3 separate regions of the Mus musculus genome follow, and regions 1 and 2 are each linked to region 3. Evidence: chromatin contacts called from public promoter capture Hi-C data. All regions are on one chromosome and are shown on one strand. The core of a region is the stretch at or near the end of the contact, and the rest is flanking DNA. Distances in the headings are between cores, read along the strand shown. Region 1 holds the start of Cyb561d2 (cytochrome b-561 domain containing 2). Region 2 holds the start of Nek11 (NIMA (never in mitosis gene a)-related expressed kinase 11). Region 3 holds the start of Rpl29 (ribosomal protein L29).

Region 1 (3,584 bases), core at 540-3,039, 1.1 Mb before region 3:
GCTGGCCTGGAACTTACTCTGTAGACCAGGCTGGCCTCGAACTCAGAAATCGGCCTGCCTCTGCCTCCCGAGTGCTGGGTTTAAAGGCGTGCGCCACCTCGCCTGGCCCCATTAGTCCTCTTTTATGGAGTGAGAAGCTGAGGTCCAGAGAGGGGGATGACAAGAAGAAGAGCTGAAGAGCTCTGCTGGCTGCTCCCCCAACCCCAGCCCCATTGTTCCCTGGACCCTCAGATGTCACTGTGTCAACCCATGGCTATTTCCTGCCCACCAGCTTATTCAAGAATCTTTGCCTCTGCCAGTGGCTGTGTCCTGCTACTTCCCCAACCTTCCCTTGTTCATCTGCCGTCCTGGCAGAGGCGGCCGTACCAATGGGCAGAGTGCAGCGGCCGGAGGCATTCAGCTCTTCCAGCAGGATGGTCATGATGGGCACCAGCTTCTGCTTGCTCTCCTCGTTGGATACAAAGCTGCTCTCAAGCTGGGGAAGACACAGACAGCACAGTGAGTGACCACACCTCAGGCTCCCTGCTGCAGCAACATGGAGCTAGCTGCTGGAGGCTGGGGATTCAAGACACAGGAACTCTCTCCCCACCTGTGCCCACCACGGACGCACCCACCCACCCACCCTGGCCCCATCTTGCTGCAGACCTCCAGCGTGGTCAAGTAGCCGGCCAGCTTTTTAACGATGGGTTCCAGGGCACAAGTCTTAGCCTGAGCGTCACACACAAAGCCCAGGTTGAAGAGGAGAGCATTGCGGCTGTACTTCTTGTGTTCAATGCACACGGGGCAGCCAATCAGCTTCTTCTCCATGGCTGTGCTGGAGAGGTAGAACAGAGTCAGCCTGCCCCGCCCCCACCCCCACCCCCAAGCCAGGCTGGGACCCCTCTCCTCCCACCCAACTAAAGCCTCACACAGTGATGAGCTTGTTCTGTAACTCGGGCTTGGTGATGATGTACACCTGGACCGTGTCAAACAGTTCTCGCGAGATGAAATCCTCAGGGACCTGGAGAAGGCAGCCATGAGAGAGAGCTCCCTCAGTGGACGTTGGGTCCGGGCAGATTTTTACAGCCCACCCAGGCACAAGTCCCTCTACCGTTTTCTTCCCTCATCCACCCAGTGGTCTACTTTGTGCTTCCAAACACATGCTATGTTTTGGCAAGCTCCCTTGGCTTTTGCGTTCACTATTCCCACTACCTGGAATACCCCTTTCTACCCTCACCTAACTTTTATATATCATTTGTCTTGGTCCAGTGTTTCTCTTGGGTCATCTAAACCTTCATGAGCCTTAGCACCTCCCCGAAACCTATAGCCTGATTCTGTTTGGGGGACAAAACTCCTCCCCCACACTAGAACCTGATTCAGTTTGGGGGACAAAACTCCTCCCCCACACTAGAAACCGGAGACCTGGGTCTGTGTACCCTCTCCATTCAATGGAAGAGACACGCGTGGATGAACCACAACCCCTCCAGGCGGCCAGCTGAGCTCCAGAGAGCATCCCTCCCCTCGCCTAGTCCGGGAGTGTGGAAGGCACCTGATAGGTAATTTTGGGTCCCAGCGTTGGGTGGAACTCGCTGAAGAATATACATTCGATGCGGCAGCTGCTGCCCATGGCGCTGTCTGGATCCAAGTCTGTAATCCCTGTTTTTCGTGTGGGGATCGCCTCTACGCCTTGGAATACCCTGTCAAAAAGAGAAAGAGGCCCGGGTAGGTCACACAGGTTTGTGAGCGCAAACCCAACGAGCCGTCAACTCAACAGCGCCTGCGCAGGGCGACTCAGGGGGCGTGGTTGCCGCTGGATGGGATGGGAGGGGGCTTGTCCCAGGAAGTCTCGGGTGGGTAGACATCGCACCCGGAAGTGAAGCTACTCCGTAACGGAGCGGTGGCGCGGCTGGCGGGGCCGAGGGTCCAGTTTATTTTGGAGGAAGTCACTGCGTAGAACCTGAGAAGCAGGTGAGGAGGGCAAAATTCTACGGTGGAGGTACAGCGTGTCAGGTGCACATGGGGAGGCAGTGTGCAAAGAAATTCACGCTTAGGTAGGGAAGCAGCTGGGAAATACAATTCCCGTAGTGCTCCACGCCTTCCGTTCCGGCTAACGATGACGTGCTGCATTCTGGGATTTGTAGTCTTCCTCCTCCCACTTGGAAGGTGCGATCGTTACCACTTCAAATACAGGTGTTTGACAGGTAGACTGCTAAGTTGGGACTGTTAGTGCCGGCACTACTCTGCTCCTGTCATAACTTCTCCGGGAAAAGGTGCCATTTCTGTCCTGAGTTACTGTCCCCAGTGAGGGGCGTGGACAGTGGGCACTCTTGCCAACGCCTACGATGCTTTCAGGCTGTGCAGCTATCGGCTGGGCTGACCATGGCCCTTTCTGTGGAGACGGAGTCGCATATCTACCGAGCTCTGCGCACTGCCTCTGGGGCTGCAGCCCACCTCGTGGCGTTAGGCTTTACCATCTTTGTTGCTGTGCTTGCCAGACCTGGCTCCAGTAAGTAGAATTCATAGTCCACTTATGGGAAGGGAAAAGCTACTTCTCTTGGGGAACAGGGGGCAGTAGGAAACGATGGGCGTAACTCCTGAGAACAGGATTGACTGGCTGAAGGATATTCTCTGTTGAACGTATTTAACGTCGTGGGAAGAGCAGACCAGTGTGGGGGCTCTGCCCGCCAGGGCAAGCTTTAAGTACATGGCTTCTCTTCCTTTGATTTGGCATTTCATTCCTGACTTGTGGGGATGCTGGAGGAAGGAGCCGCCAGAGGAGTGGCAGAGCGTGCTTTCTGTCCAGGGAAGAGAACAGGGGGTGGGTAAGATGAGCTTGTTACTGGAGGAGGCTCGCATTTTGACCCCTCCTTGGGTGATGGATGGGCTGTCCATCCCGGCTATAGAGCCTGGTATGCTGGTTTCTTTTTCCCTAGTTCCATGAGGCGCCCTCTTCTCATTCCAGGTCTGTTCTCCTGGCACCCCGTTCTTATGTCTCTGGCTGTAAGTAGTGGGTTTGGGTAGCTTTTAGGGGTAGAATGTGGGCGTTGTTGGTGGCTCTCAGAATCCTTGTAGGCATTTAGTGCCAGTGTAGACGAGCTGTATGTCCTCACTCCTGCTTCTGACGAATATCCAAGGCTTGAAAACGGTATTCATGACCCAGGACGAACAGATGAAGCTCACCCAAGCACAAAAGGGCGGCTTCTCTCACCTCCAGCTAGGAAGCTGAGAAATGGCATTTGGAGGCTGCTCTGTCCCTAAAAACCTTAATTTCTGGTGATGCATCTAATTGTCCCTGAAACAGTGCACCCGTGTGGCTAGCTCTTGCCAAGAAATTGTATCCTGCCCCATGGAAGGGAGACAAAGCTTGTGAATCATTTATAACTGCCATGTCTCAAACCTTGTTTGCTGGGTCACATAGCCGAGGTGACATTTCAGAAAAACACCCAGGAAGAAGTCTGGAGAGGCAGCTCTAACTACTCAGGGCAGCCATTTTGTGCCACACAGGGCCTTCATCTTATCAAGTGCAGCATTTTGTCCTTGGGGGAAGGGGACGGAAGGGGGTGCACCTTTGTGGAGGGTTAAGTGCTCAGAGCTCACTTGAGTTT
Region 2 (3,460 bases), core at 266-2,765, 1.0 Mb after region 3:
CCATCTAATACAACATACGGACAAATATGACACACAAACAGTGATTCAAAGAATTTCTGTACAACATCTGCGAATAAATCATAGTCTCCTCCATACCTGAGCTCCAAGTCAGAATTGAAGCAAAGTCGGTGGAAGAGAGAATAGCCATCAATGATAAGTTTTGTGTTCCGCAATTTCAAATCAACGAAGAATTCATTACTATAATCTTCCACAAAGCTCATTAGTCCCCGAATACCCATGATGATCGACAGAAATCCCTGTTGAAACAAACAAAAAAAATCAATTGCTGGTCTTTTTGATGGCTATTCTTGGTTGTCAATCTGAGTATATCTAGAATCAATCAAGACCCAAACTGCAGGATACGCTGTTGAGGAACTTTGCTTGATTGGATTATTGGAGGTGGAAGACAGAACTTATATCTAGGCCACACCACCTCATGGCAGCCCATATAGAGATAAAGGAAGAAATCTGTTTTGTGAGGGTCAAGGCCAAAAGTCCTAAGCTATAAAAATGACAACCCAGCATAAGACACATAATGAGCCAATTTTTTTTTTCCTTATGGATAACTAGACCCTTGTTACAGGTCTTGAGTGTAGGGTACATTGGAGAGTAGTTTGAGCTAAGGAAAAACACAGCTTTATGCTTCTAGGATCCCAAGTATACAATTTCAACCTCAACTGGATTCTTACACCCCCTTACTAATGGCCTATCTGGCTAACAACTCATAGGATTAGTATTACTGGTTTCCCCCCTCGCCTCTGGCTTCAAATATCGCTTAGCACGATGCTATTGCCAGCCTTGCCCGTGTTTAAAATCGTGAAAGTTTTGCCAACCTTGGAATTTTTGCATTTTGATTTTTGTGGGGCTACCACATAAAAAAATGCATCCTCCTGAATTTTTTGCCTTTGGTATCAGCTTACATTATTGCACTTGATTTTTTATCTCACCTCAGATCCACCTCGGCCAACATCTCAACACTTTTTAATTCTGAATCGTCATGTCTTTCCCGGTTTGTCATGTGGTTTCTGCGAACTCACTGTAAACTAATGACTTGACCTTGAGCGAAGTAGCTCAAGGAATGCAAGCAAAGGGCAGGAAAAGGTAGGATCTAATTCCTCAACCACCAATCTTCCTACCTCAACCTGCTCCTGCCCTCCGGATCCGCCGGCTGCTTCCGCCCGACCGCCGGCTCACTTCACCAGCAGCAGCAGGTAGGATCCCGGGGAGAAACGGCAGACCCGCGGGTGCGTGGAAGACCGCGAGCGGAAACAGGAAGTGCTGCGAACGACGTCACTGGGAAGCCTGGCTCCGAGAAGCTGAGGGCTCTCCCTGGAGGAGAAAATGCTTTCGGGCCGGGTGGTGGGAACTTGGTGTGAGAGGTTGAGCCATTCCTCTCACACTTGCGGCCGCCTCCTCACCCTGCTCGCTTCGCCACGCCTCGAAGGGTCCGGCGCGCTTCCGTTGGATTGGACGCCGGAACGTCGACTTCCCAGCAGCCCCCGCGCCGTCTCCGTGGCGACGATGTTAAACAACCACGCCCTCCGAGGCAGCGAGCTCTAGGCTGACGGAGGCTTGGCCGGGCGCCGCAGGCTGGGGACCTGTAAAGGTAATGAAAGTGGATCTCTCGGGCAGCCGGGTCCCACAGCCCCTGGACCGCATTCCCCTTCGGGAGACTAAGCGCCCTGCTCCTCGATATACATTCACGCGCTCCGCGAAAAACTTAAGGTTTATTTGTTGAAGAGACAAGTTTTTTCGTTTTACCTCAGGGTTAGAGTTTACTTCTCAGGTCAGATTTAGTTAGCAGAACCTCAGGTCAAAACAGCTTCCTAGTTTTTTGGGTTTTTTGACATGGACATAAACCACTCAGTTCTTACCATCGGTAAACACTTGACTTTCTCTTTACCTGCCCCAGCGGGATGGGTACCCCAGGGATGGTTAGCACAAAGTGGGCGTCTCTCAGCTTTCTTCTAGTTCCTATTATGTTTTCTTTCCTTTACTTGTCTTTGGGTCACATTTGGTATGCTGGATCTTTCTTCGCTCTCCAAACGTTTGCTAACAACTGTATGTCAGCTGTTAGCTAGGCCCCAGGGATACAAGCATAACCTGTGTCCCTAGCACCCAAGTTCATCCTCTGCCCTAGGTTCAGATCCAGCCTGCAGTGTGTGTACATTCCATGGATACCAACTGAGATGAGGGCGACAGAGCTGATTCTGTGTGATGAGCCTGGAGAGGCTGCTCACACACTGCTGGGTTTATTACTCCATTACAAATAGAAGCTTTGGTCCTCCATCTTGAGTTCAGCTCTTTACTAAGTGGGGACTTTAATCGCCTCTCCACATTGAGAATTATTATTAGTGATCTGAAAGGCGACAGAGAGGCCATTTTTTTTTTTTGAACAGCCTAGTTTATCTAGAAATCACCACTTTTATGCCAGTCAAAGAAGCAAACAGAAGGTACCTTTTAGGACCTATTCTTTAGATTCTGCAGATTTTAGTAACGTTTCCTTGAGGAGAGGGGCATTGCTCTCACTGGGACTAGATCAAACCACAGATTAGTACATTATTTAAAGAAGACAAAATTACAAATAGGTTTTATGTTTTGCAGTTTTTTTTTTTCTGTTTGAGTGTCCTTGTAGGTTTTGTGGTAAATGTTGAGCCCACAGGTCAACACTATAACACTATTTTTTTCTCGTTGTTTTAGAATTGCTGAATATGAAAACCTAATGCCAAGGTGTACATAGTATTCAGCGTAAAGTCCTATTTTCATGTAGATTTTAAACAAAAGCACAGTTTTCAATAAAACATTCAACACTTTGATGGAATGGAGTAAGAGTGTGTTTTGTGGAATACTTTCTCATGGGACAGTTCTGCCATTCATAACATTTCATAGCTCCCTCAGGAACTGTGGCTTCACCTGTACTACACTTAGAGTCAGCTAGCTTTAAAACGCAGTCTTAGGTCTGAGGTGCATGTCCTTACTTCTAATCCAGGAGATAGCTCTGTACCCAGTGTGTACAATAGAAATGGAATCAGATCTTGCTTAAGATGGGGGGGGGGCACTGAATTGATATCCTTCCACATAGCTAGTCTAGCAAACAGACACCCCAAAACTGTGATTTAAAGTTGACATGGGCAAAAAGCAAAGGGAAGCAGAATATGCTAATCAGGGTTTAACCCCAATTTACTCTGTGCTGAGTCAAAGCAGACTGAGAGGGAGGAAAGCATCACCAGGGAGTTGGCCTATGTGTGCATTAGGGGAAGCCATGGCCCTGGGTTCGCATTGGTTTTTAAGTCGATGGGGAGTATAAATATCTAACAAAATATGAATCATAAAACAAATACACATTTCAGGAGTCAGTAAAAATGTGGCTCTAAACTATTGTGATAAAGTTGCATGTATAAGGAAGGCTCTTTTTCTATGAGAGAGTGCCTTCTGGAATTTACTGTATTTCCTTTCATCC
Region 3 (3,527 bases), core at 122-2,621:
CCAGTCTATTATCTGGGTGCAATCAAATGTACAGAACTAGAGTTGCGTTTAGACGCAGACCATGAGGTACCCAATATACAGAACGACTCCCTCCCTCCCTCAAGGCTCCACGGAGCAAGAGAAGCAGTTCTGTTCTCAGGAGATTACACCAGGGGCTGGGAAGGTCAAGGAAGGCTTTTCTGTTGAGTCTGACATGGGAGACAAGGAGAAGCTAGGCAACACAATCCCTAGAGCTCAGAGTTCGAAGCCAGCCTGGTCTACATAGTGAGTTCTAGAACAACCAGGACTACACAGAGAAATCCTAGCTCGAAACACACACGCTGGTGGTGGAGGAGACATGACTTACAAGAGGCCCTACCCTGTAGACCTGGAGCCAAGGGATAGTTTATGACCCACTGTCATCACTCACCCCCTTAAGAGATTCGTATCTTTGCGACCGGGGTTTCTTGATGCCATTTCTGTGCCATTTGCGGGCTGTAGGGTAACAAATATTTACAGGTCAAAAAAAAATGAGGTATCTTCCAATAAGACCACCTAACATCATGGTTGGCAGTCTTTTGAGAATACACTAAGGATGGGTGGAAAGCACTATGGGCTTTTTAAGCGGATTCCTGGCTCCCAAATTTGTAATCTCCAAAGTAGCTAAACACACAATCATCTTCAAGGCTCACCTGAAGGGTGACCTGCCCTCCCTCCAGCTCTGATCTAGCAACCCTAACCCAATCCTCGCTGGGGTACAGTCGCCAGCCGGAGCCCAAGGAACTTACACTGGTTGTGTGTGGTGTGGTTCTTGGACTTGGCCATGTCTGCACCTGCAAGAAAGCCACGAGATCAGTTCTGGGCTTCCCCAGACCGGCACACCTCTGCCGCCCTGAGCTGGGGTAACATGAAGAAACCAGAGGCTGCAGCAGACGCTTCCGATTTACGACACCCGCCAGCCTGGCAACACTCACAAAACGCGACCCCACCTCTCAAACGCGAGCAAGGAGGTCGGTCCTGAGACTGAGCTTGCCGGCCCCGGGGCGGCTTTCCCCGCCATCCGTTCCTTGAGGACGACCGGGAACCACCCCCGCCCGGCAATCTCGATGCCCCATAGCCAAGCAGCTGCCCGCCCTGTCCTTCCTGCCACCCGTGTCGCCTGCCTCGCGACCCGCCGCCGCCCTGTAGTCACGGATGTCATCGGATGCCGTAAGGCCAACACTCACGGTAACCCGCGGCTCCCGCAGCGCCGGAGACCGGAAGAGAAAGAGAAAGGCCCGCAGTGCAGCACGGGAAATAGGGCCGACACCGCCGGAAAGTCCAACGGAAAAGCTTCCCTCACTGCTGGCGGAGAAAAAAGGTTCCAAGGCCGGAAAGAGTTGAAGCCTAGAAAGGGGAGGGGTTAGAGCCTGGCCACGCCCTCTTAGCGTCACAGATTTCTTTCTTTGCTTAACCCCTCCCCGCTATTTTTTGAGCGGGTCTTTCTTGCTGTGTAGCCTAGACTGGGTTATAACTGTTCATCCTCCAACAGCAGGCTTTTGCTACTGGGGTTAAGAGCGTGGTGTTAGCATGGACCACGACGGCGGCCAGCCCGTGTTTGCTTCCTTCTCTTCCTCCAGTGCCTACTTTGCTCTTGGGCTAGACTTCCAAAGACTCTGAAAGCCGAGGGGGCCTTTGAGGGATGAATGTTAATGGAGCGAAGAATCTGTGTTCTTAAACAGCTCACCGGGCTCCTGTGTGGAATGCACTGGAGAGGGCAGAGGAGAGGAGAAGAGCTATGAGACTCATGCAGACTGCCACACAAGGGCGCTGGCTGCCTGAAGACAGTGAAGAATGTACTAGGGAAAAGAATAGACTGGATTTAGGGTGCCGAAAATTAGAGAGAGAAAAGCGGCAACGATAGTCCAAGTCTACTCCAACAGCCTGGGCTGGTTCCCCAGAGTGGCAGTTTCGTGGTTTCTTTTTTTTTTTTTTTTTAAGATTTATTTATTTATTATATGTAAGTACAGTGTTGTTGTCTTCAGACACTCCAGAAGAGGGAGTCAGATCTCCTTACGGATGATTGTGAGCCATCATGTGGTTGCTAGGATTTGAACTCAGGACCTTCGGAAGAGCAGTTGGGTGCTCTTTTTTTTTTAAGATTTATTTATTTATTTATTTATTTATTTATTTATTTATTTATTTATTTGTTTATTATATGTAAGTACACTGTAGCTGTCTTCAGACACTCCAGAAGAGGGCGTCAGATCTTGTTACAGATGGTTGTGAGCCACCATGTGGTTGCTGGGATTTGAACTCTGGACCTTCGGAAGAGCAGTCGGGTGCTCTTACCTGCTGAGCCATCTCACCAGCCCCAGTTGGGTGCTCTTACCTGCTGAGCCATCTCACCAGCCCTCGTGGTTTCTTTTCACATATATTAGATGTGAGATGATGCTAGAGAGGTGAAAACAGGCCTGTAATCACAGCTACTGGCTGAAGAATTGTAAGTCTGAGATGCCTGAGTAATTCAGGTAGACCTTGTCTCCGAAAAGCTTTTTTTGTTGTTGTTTCAAGATAGGGTTTTTCTCTGTGTAGCCCTGATTGTCCTGGGACTCACTCTGTAGACCAGGCTGGCCGCAAACTCAGAAATCCCCCTGCCTCTGCCTCCCAAGTGCTGGGATTAAAGGCGTGTACCACCACTGCCCAGCTCCAAAAAACTTTTATAATGTCAGGATATCCCAGCACTCACGAGGCAGAGGCAGGCAAGCCTCTGTGATTTTAGTTTATGTAGTGAGTTCTAGGACAGCCAGGGTTATGTAGAAAGACCCTATCTCCAGAAAGGCATGGTAGCTCACACCACCCACTCAGTGTATAGGGCCTAAGTTTTATACAGAAGCAGGAGAATCAGGGACTCAAGATCATCTTAAGCTACAAAGCTAGGACTAGGCCAGGCAGGGTGACACCCTGTCTCTAACAGCAAAAACAGTGTGCTGGGCAGATAGTTCAGTGGGTAAGAATGATTGTAGCTCAAACATGAATTCAAACCCCGGATCCAATTGTGGAAGGACAGGATAGACTCCTGACAGTTGTCCTCTGCCTTAAACACCCATATACAGGCTCATAAAAATAGTGATTTTTAAGAATTTAAAAGCCGCTGGGCAGTGGTGGTACATGCCTTTAATCCCAGCACTTGGGAGGCAAAGGCAGGGGGATTTCTGAGTTCGAGGCCAGCCTGGTCTACAGAGTGTGTCCCAGGACAGCCAGGGCTACACAGAGAAAACCTCGGCAGCTGGTTCCATAGAAAAAGCACAGAGGTAAATGGGAAGAACACATCTGCCTTTTCTGTTGTAAATAGACAGAACTGACAACTAAATCAGGCTGAATGTTCCATCGACAATAAACTAAGTCTGACACGCTGCAGCCTTTTAAAGAAACATGTATTCGTGCACACAGCTACCACTTTAGAGCTGCATCAACACCTACAGACCATAGTTACCTTTAGCTTTTCTGGTTTCTGGTTTTTGGTTTTTTGAGACAGGGTTTCTCTGTATAGCACTGCTGGCTGTCCT

What was found. Promoter capture Hi-C pulls out the DNA fragments that hold promoters and counts their contacts.
Region 1: a contact with region 3 is called in a promoter capture Hi-C map of pre-B cells, with 7 times the contacts expected there. The contact joins the promoter of Cyb561d2 here to the promoter of Rpl29 in region 3. A contact is called at or near these places in 7 of 39 promoter capture datasets (the C10 cell line, cranial neural crest, embryonic stem cells and 4 more), 1 of 484 Hi-C or Micro-C datasets (muscle stem cells), 3 of 115 datasets of contacts at active chromatin or transcription factors (craniofacial prominence, embryonic forebrain and pro-B cells) and 1 of 9 other capture datasets (liver).
Region 2: a contact with region 3 is called in a promoter capture Hi-C map of pre-B cells, with 4 times the contacts expected there. The contact joins the promoter of Nek11 here to the promoter of Rpl29 in region 3. A contact is called at or near these places in 4 of 39 promoter capture datasets (3T3-L1-derived adipocytes, cranial neural crest, hippocampal neurons and 1 more) and 1 of 115 datasets of contacts at active chromatin or transcription factors (embryonic stem cells).

Annotation. Positions count from the first base shown.
Region 1 is chr9:107,540,398-107,543,981 of GRCm38.p6, reverse strand. It overlaps Cyb561d2 (cytochrome b-561 domain containing 2), which reads left to right and starts at 1,789. Exons shown (of 4, transcript NM_001357289.1): 1 at 1,789-1,947; 2 at 2,332-2,485; 3 at 2,942-2,979. The coding sequence starts at 2,359. It overlaps Nprl2 (NPR2 like, GATOR1 complex subunit), which reads right to left and starts at 1,773. Exons shown (of 11, transcript NM_018879.2): 1 at 1,529-1,773; 2 at 909-1,000; 3 at 646-814; 4 at 367-475. The coding sequence starts at 1,606.
Region 2 is chr9:105,393,342-105,396,801 of GRCm38.p6, reverse strand. Nek11 (NIMA (never in mitosis gene a)-related expressed kinase 11) reads left to right here and starts at 1,515. Exons shown (of 16, transcript NM_172461.3): 1 at 1,515-1,606. It overlaps Aste1 (asteroid homolog 1), which reads right to left and starts at 1,440. Exons shown (of 5, transcript NM_025651.5): 1 at 1,137-1,440; 2 at 1-257. The coding sequence starts at 239.
Region 3 is chr9:106,427,255-106,430,781 of GRCm38.p6, reverse strand. Rpl29 (ribosomal protein L29) reads right to left here and starts at 1,371. Exons shown (of 3, transcript NM_001324534.1): 1 at 768-1,371; 2 at 410-474. The coding sequence starts at 804.